Regions from separate parts of the Mus musculus genome. Here region 2 is linked to region 1. The links are chromatin contacts, called in public Hi-C maps. All regions are on one chromosome and are shown on one strand. Each heading gives the region's core, a stretch centred on a gene start, on an enhancer-like site or on the middle of the called end of the contact. The rest is flanking DNA. Distances are from core to core; before and after follow the strand shown. Region 1 overlaps Inhba (inhibin beta-A). Region 2 overlaps Gm31711 (a long non-coding RNA gene).

The links. A called contact is a pair of places that touch in the nucleus more often than the background predicts.
Region 2: a contact with region 1 is called in a Hi-C map of ECoMG-derived neutrophils, with 4 times the contacts expected there. The contact joins two enhancer-like sites. A contact is called at or near these places in 4 of 39 promoter capture datasets (the 3T3-L1 cell line, 3T3-L1-derived adipocytes, embryonic stem cells and 1 more), 1 of 15 datasets of contacts at CTCF or cohesin (pro-B cells), 9 of 484 Hi-C or Micro-C datasets (ECoMG-derived neutrophils, the HL-1 cell line, the MC3T3-E1 cell line and 6 more), 1 of 115 datasets of contacts at active chromatin or transcription factors (bone marrow-derived macrophages) and 1 of 9 other capture datasets (adipose tissue).

Annotation. Positions count from the first base shown.
Region 1 is chr13:16,015,493-16,018,997 of GRCm38.p6, forward strand. Inhba (inhibin beta-A) reads left to right here. Exons shown (of 5, transcript NM_008380.2): 4 at 1,690-2,191. The coding sequence starts at 1,804. It also overlaps the pseudogene B230303A05Rik. Among named protein-coding and RNA genes, the nearest start is that of Inhba, 5.4 kb to the left of the region's middle. Within about 2 kb of position 1,874, at least 74 of the 459 cell types and tissues checked have an H3K27ac peak or open chromatin away from gene starts, as enhancers often do. A contact at or near this core is called in ECoMG-derived neutrophils, where this site is marked.
Region 2 is chr13:16,241,654-16,245,158 of GRCm38.p6, forward strand. Gm31711 (a long non-coding RNA gene) reads right to left here. Exons shown (of 9, transcript XR_382099.2): 3 at 926-999. Among named protein-coding and RNA genes, the nearest start is that of Gm31711, 18 kb to the right of the region's middle. Within about 2 kb of position 1,573, at least 4 of the 459 cell types and tissues checked have an H3K27ac peak or open chromatin away from gene starts, as enhancers often do. A contact at or near this core is called in ECoMG-derived neutrophils, where this site is marked.

The DNA.
Region 1 (3,505 bases), core at 624-3,123:
CAATAAAAGACAGAGAATGAAAAGGTGGTGGGAAGAATTTAAAAAAAAAAAAAGAAAGAAAAAGAAAGAAAAGCCTCAGAAAGAAATTGTTTTAAAGTGCACACTGGTCTTGTTCTGTGAATACTGTAATCCTCAATGAACTCAGCTCTGCTGGTACTTTGAGGAGAAATGACCCAGCCAGGCAGCCCTGCCGTGGATGCTACACTATGGTCAAGGCTGACAAGGGGAGGTGGGCAAGTAGAAGAACAAAATGAGAGTAGTTCATGCCAGGGGAAAAGAATTTGCCAATATATTTAGAGATTCGTGCCCTCCAGACCAGTTACTCACATCATAAGAGTGCCCTGTTTTTCATGAAAGGATGTGAGAAAAGCCAAATGAATTCTGTGCTTTATCTGTGAAGCCAGGACAGTGGGCAGTGGGCTATAATTTTTGAATATGTGTGCATCCAGGGTAGAGAGATGGGAAACAGGGTGAGTACCTTCCCTGACTGTGTAAAATGCTGCTTGCCCAAGGGAGCTTCCAGTGCCCTGCTGTGGTGCCCACTTGGCAAAAGCAGAGTGTATTATATGACCCCAGACAAAAGTTCTGCTGCGCTCGCTCCAGGTCCCATAAGATCTCCCGGCTGGCTTAAGGACCCTGGACATTTAAATATGAATGAATGGCCCAAATGAATGGTTCTGGATTCTGTCAGGCAGAACAACCAGCTGTCTCAGGCAGCCCCTCTGCCCCAGTCCCAGACCCCTGACCTGTGCTACCAATCTGAGGACCTCCCTCAGACCCACAGCAGGATCAGGTGGGTTCTTACTCCAGGAAAGTGCAAAGCCATGGGAGATGACCTGGGGACACTTTCCTATCTAGCCATCTCAGTGAATGGAAACAGTGCATTTAATTTGCTTGCCTTTCTCCCTCCAAAGAAAAAAGGTGAGGCAAGGAAAAGGATTGAGCAGAGAAAGATGAAAAGAAAGAGAGAGAGAGAGAGAGAAAGAAAGAAACCCCTAGACTAAAAGTGAACCGATTTAGAAGAATTTATTGTAGAAAGGACTGGAGTGCCCCCCCCCCCCCATTCTTCAGAGAATGGCAGGATTGGAAGAGAGGTGTGTGTGAGGGAGCAAGGAGCAGCAAGAAGGCAGCCTGTCAGAAACGGGCTGTCCCTCCTCCCTAGTCACAGCTCATACTCACAGACGCCCTCCCTCCTCCCTCTCCCATTCACTCACTCACTTAGGGCCAATCCCTCTCTCTCTCTCTCTCTCTCTCTCTCTCTCTCTCTCTCTCTCTCTCTCTCTCTCCCTCCCTCTCTCTCTCTCTTCTCTCTCTCTCCCTTCCCTCCCTCTCACTCCCTCCCCTTCCCTCCCCTCCCCCTCTCCTTCTCTCTTCCTTTCTCCCTCCCCCTCCCTTGCTGTCCCTCTTTCTCCCCCTTTCCCTCTGTCTTCTCTTCCCCCTCTCTCTTTTCTCCCTGTCTCTCCCTCCCATCCTCTCTCAGTCTCTGTCTCCCCCCACCCTGTCTCTTCCTTCCTCCCTCCCTCTCTCCCTCCCTCCCTCCCTCCCTCTCTCCCTCCCTCCTTCCTTCTCTTTTACTCGGAGACAGTCAGAACTCTCCTCCCTGACAGCCACAAACCTACAGCACTGACTGCATTCAGAGAGGGAACCTGCAAACAAAACTTCACAGAAAACTTTTTGCTCTTGTTCCAGAGAATTTGCTGAAGAGGAGAAGGAAAAAAAAAGTCCAAAAAAACCTGTGCGTGAGGGGTGGGGAGGAAAAGCAGGGCCTTTAAAGAAGGCAACCACACGACTTTTGCTGCCAGGATGCCCTTGCTTTGGCTGAGAGGATTTCTGTTGGCAAGTTGCTGGATTATAGTGAGGAGTTCCCCCACCCCAGGATCCGAGGGGCACGGCTCAGCCCCGGACTGCCCGTCCTGTGCGCTGGCCACCCTTCCGAAGGATGGACCTAACTCTCAGCCAGAGATGGTAGAGGCTGTCAAGAAGCACATCTTAAACATGCTGCACTTGAAGAAGAGACCCGATGTCACCCAGCCGGTGCCCAAGGCGGCGCTTCTCAACGCGATCAGAAAGCTTCATGTGGGTAAAGTGGGGGAGAACGGGTATGTGGAGATAGAGGACGACATTGGCAGGAGGGCCGAAATGAATGAACTCATGGAGCAGACCTCGGAGATCATCACCTTTGCCGAGTCAGGTGGGTGCTGGCATTGGGAGTGGGGGCGGGGGCGGGGAAATGTATTTCGTTGACAGTCCTAGCAGGAACTTCTTTCCCTCCAGCTCAAGAGTGTCCGGGGAGGTTATTAGTTATTAGGTGGTGGCGGTGGCGGCGGCGCCGGAGTGGCAGAGGAGGGGGAAAGGACTTCTTTGCCAGGGAGCCCTGCCCCGCAATGGCTAGCTTACACTTGCTAAATAAACTCAGCGGTTACCCAGAGAGGAAGCTCTTGGGCCAGTCTGGAGCTGGAAAGCAGTCTGCTTGGGGCTCCCTGACTGCCCTGCCTAGGAAACCAGATTTGATCAGGCAGATGAAAGCAGGGCATTTGGGGGTTTGGGGGTGCAGAGGCAGCATCTGGACCCCATCCAAAGTTTTTCTGGGGTAGGAGTGAGAGAGCCTGGGGGCCGAGTGCAAAGGCACTGATGATGGCTCTGTCTGAGAACAAATTTCCTTTAAATGTCTGATCTGGGGCCACATTGGAGCCAGACTCTGGGCATATTTATTAGTGACAATCATTTTCACCTCTGGAAAACCTACCTCTATGAAAAACCCACCGAAGAAGCAAAGAGCAACTCGTAGGGTATTGAATTAGTGATTAATTTTGGAACACTGAAACTTTTGCTGTTAGAACAAAAACAAAATAAAAACAGAAGCAACGAGCGACATCAACAAAAAGCCAGCGAACCTTACCCCCAACTCAATTTTATTTTTTGTAAAGTGACTAACTACTTTTTGCCAAGGAATACAATCTTGACAATGGGCTCTCAGACCCTATGCTGAACGACTCAATCCTTAAGAGGAAAAACTTTCATGGATTCTAATCATTGGCTCAGGACCACACTAACCTGTTGCTGTGGAGAAAAATACCTGTCCAAAGCCCAGGCTCGAAACTGAGAACTCCTCTCCAGTCATGAGGATACAGATCTTACTGCCAATCTGTGGGGACCGGGCACACAGATGTTCTAAAACCTCTTTACTTTCATGTTAAATGCCAGGCTAAGGAATAGGATCCCTTGCCAAAGCCATTTGAAAGGAATGCCATTGTTTTGTTTGGTGGAGCATATGGGCTAGTGAAGTGTGTGCAGGGACTCCCAGCATTTTGTTTAAAAGTTTGCTGCAGCAGTATAAACAATTAAGGCAACACTCAAAATTTCCAATCCTGAAAGCCTGTTAACTCAGATGTTCTGTTTTCAAGAAAGCTGTGCAAGACCTGGGCATCCTTCTTTCGGGGAGGGGGGAGAGGAGACAGCTGGCTTGGTGGCTTCACCCACAGGAAGCCTTGGTACCCCACCAGCT
Region 2 (3,505 bases), core at 323-2,822, 230 kb after region 1:
GAATATGTCTAGTCTCATAAGAAATTGCCACTATACATATTAAATAGCTGTACCATTTTTTATTCAAGGAAAGAGAAGGTAGAGGAAAGAGAAGGGACTCAAAAAAAGAGACAAAGTGACAGAGGAAAGAAAGAAAGAACTGTGGCAGATTTATTTTATTTTGTATGTATTACTTGCATTTAGGTATGGGCTCCATTTGAGTGCTCAGTGTATGGGGGTTTGAAGAGGTTCCCTGGACCTCAAATTATGGATGGTTATGAGCCACTATGATCCCAGAGCCAATGTTGTCTGCAAAAGCAATAAGTATTCTCCACCTCTGAGCAAAAATCTCAGCCCCAAATCTGTGTTTTTTGTTTGTTTTTTGTTTTGTTTTGTTTTGTTTTGTTTTAAAACTTCTTCGCTACTTTGGCTTACTTCTTTTTCAAATTTAATTTTATATTTTATGGTTTCTTCGATAACCACCTGTCCTCCAAAGATCTCTTTGGAATTTTTAGTTCAAAGTCATTAACTGTATGAAGAACATATTCTCAGATATCAAGGTGACATGTGTTTCTAGGCCTTCAAATATGTCATTATTTCCCCTGTTAAATATTTGTAAAGTTACTGTAGGCCTAGAACTTATTTTGGATAAAGCTATAAATGTGTTAAATTTTAAAAAACAATTGATGTATATATATTAAAATAATTTACGTGGCCTTACCCTGTAAATGGATACAAAATTGCTCCTACTAAACACCATAGGCTGGCAAATAAAAAGCACAGCATTAAGCAGGAAAGGGGTTACTTCTTTCGGGGTTGTCTAGAGATGTCTCATACACACCAAGTATTGCTCTTAGATTCCCTTTAGAACTTTATTCTAAGACCCTTATGGCTGAAGACAGCTCATACTAGAGTCATAACACTGAGACATGCAGCTGGCACTCACCTGGAAGCTTCGCCACTATTAGTCAGCTATCATAATGCTGGAAGGTGATAGGTCATTCTTTCACCTTCTGGAAACTGAAATCAAAACAAACAACAAAAAAAAATCAGTAAGACAAACAAACAAACTAATCAAAAACACAAAGCTCACAGAAGACATGGAATCTGTTTTGTTTTAGCCAACTATTTGTAGGCAAGGTGTCTACTGATACTCATATTCTTAGTTTTAGGGAAGTGGTTTTCCCCCTTCATTTCATTTGTTGCCTTTGTGAGTGATAGTTTGAGGCACCCATTCTATGTACAGTTTGGGAAATGGACTTCATTACATGTTTGACTGATTTATTTCACTTTTTATTAAGAAATATGAATTCTATCAAACATGTTTGTAATCTTTTCTCTTTGTCTCTCTGTGTCTCTGTCAGTTTGTCTCTGTCTTATCTCTGTGTCTGTCTGTCTATCTCTCTGTATCTGTACCATACTGGCCCAAATTCTCTTGGCCCCATCATATGCGTATGGGCAGTGGCACAGCCTCAGGCAATGAAAGCAAATGTAGTCTTTCTTATTTATCATTAGTTTGTTTTGTAACAGTGCAAGGAAACTGCCTCTTCTTTGGTATTTCCCAGAACATATAGAGCAAGATCTGATGTTGCATCAGCAAGGAGACAGAGGCCACAGTCCAATCTCTGAAGTCTGGTGCATAACAGCATAGGTATCAACAAAGGGCAAAATTAGGAACAGCAAACCAAGAATAAACTAAAGAAGGTGAGATGTTTCTGTCTCTACTGCAGTTCAGGCCTCAGGGAGACCCTATTCATCTCATTTGCCTTCTTCCTATCTCCAGGTGATATTCTATTAGACCAGAGCTGTACATTAAGGAGGCTACATATGTCCCAACTCCTAGCTTCTGTTGGGTTAATGTGTAATAATTGAGAGACTGTCAGTTTTTCTGTCTCTACCCACCAATCTCTTTCTGTGTGTGTCTTTTTCTCAGCTTGTGAGAAGAGGCTAGTTTTGCAACACCAGAAAGCCAGCACTGAGCCCCCAGTTTCACAAGCATCAGCATTATCCAACAGCAAAAATGTTGATAGTATTTTACCTTTTTCTTAAAACTCCCTAGGTGAACTTCAGGGAACTGAATATTCACATGTACGTGTTTTGCAGAAAACGGTGTCTCTAGTGTCTTTGATTTCCTTTGATTTTTCATTAATTAGAATTTACCCTAAGTAAAAGCACTATTTTTCCTGTTCCTGCTTTTGTTCTTCAGGTTCTTGTGTCAAATGTTGGAACTTCTATCATTTCCTTTGTAGGTTTATGGATCATGCTTTTATTCTTTCTTTCTTCCTTCCTTCCTTTTTTCCCTTTTTTTCTCTCCCTTCCTTCCTTCCTTCCTTCCTTCCTTCCTTCCTTCCTTCCTCCCTCCCTCCCTCCCTCCCTCCCTCCCTCCCTCCCTCCCTCTTTCTTTCTTTCTTTCTTTCTTTCTTTCTTTCTTTCTTTCTTTCTTTCTTTCTTTCTTTTCAAGGCAGGGTTTCTCTGTGTAGCCCTGTCTGTCCTGGAGCTCACTCTGTAGACCAAGCTGGTCTCGAGCTCAGAAATCTGCCTGCCTCTGCCTCCCAAGTGCTGGGATTAAAGGCGTGTGCCAGCACTGCCCAGGTTATTCTTTCTTTATAGGAAAAAATGCTCAGTTTGGTTCATAATTCCAGAGATTTTGTGGCACAGTCACTTGGCTCTGTTGCTGCTGGGCCCATCCTGGTAAGAAGAACACAGAGAGAATGCATGATGGGGAGCGGGGCACAACTGCACACTTCATGGTAGGCAGGAGGCAGAAGGTTGGTGGTGGGCTACAAGACACAGCTCCAAGGGCATGCCCTACATGACTCATTCTTTTTTTTTTTAATTTTTTATTAAATATTTTCTTCATTTACATTTCAAATGCTATCCTAAAAATCCCTAAACCCCCCCCCCCGCCCTGCTCCCCTACCCACTCACTCCCACTTCTTGGCCCTGGCATTCCCCTGTACTGGGGCATATAAAGTTTGCAAGACCTAAGGGCCTCTCTTCTCAATGATGGCCGACTAGGCCATCTTCTGCTACATATGCAGCTAGAGACACGAGCTCTGGGGGTACTGATTAGTTCACATTGTTGTTCCACTTATAGGGTTGCAGACCCCTTCAGCTCCTTGGGTAGAGCTCCTCCATTGGGGGCCCTATGTTTCATCCTATAGAAGACTGTGAGCATCCACTTCTATATTTGCCAGGCACTGTCATAGCCTCACAAGAGTACAGGGCCCATTCTTAGCAACTGGCTTTCAGCTTCTAAATTTCCAGTATCCTTTACCTTTCACTCAACTCAAGCTTTGAACACATGAATGAGCCTTAGGAAACATTTTCAATATGTTATGGAATCTCTCTCTCTCTCTCTCTCTCTCTCTCTCTCTCTCTCTCTCTCTCTCTCTCTCTCTTTCTCTCTCTCTCTTTCTTTCTCTCTCTCTTCCTTGATTCTACACACTTAACAGAAACTTCCAACCTACTTACACTTATTTCACAACTGGGACTATACCCTATATACTTACTTTACTTTGTTTCT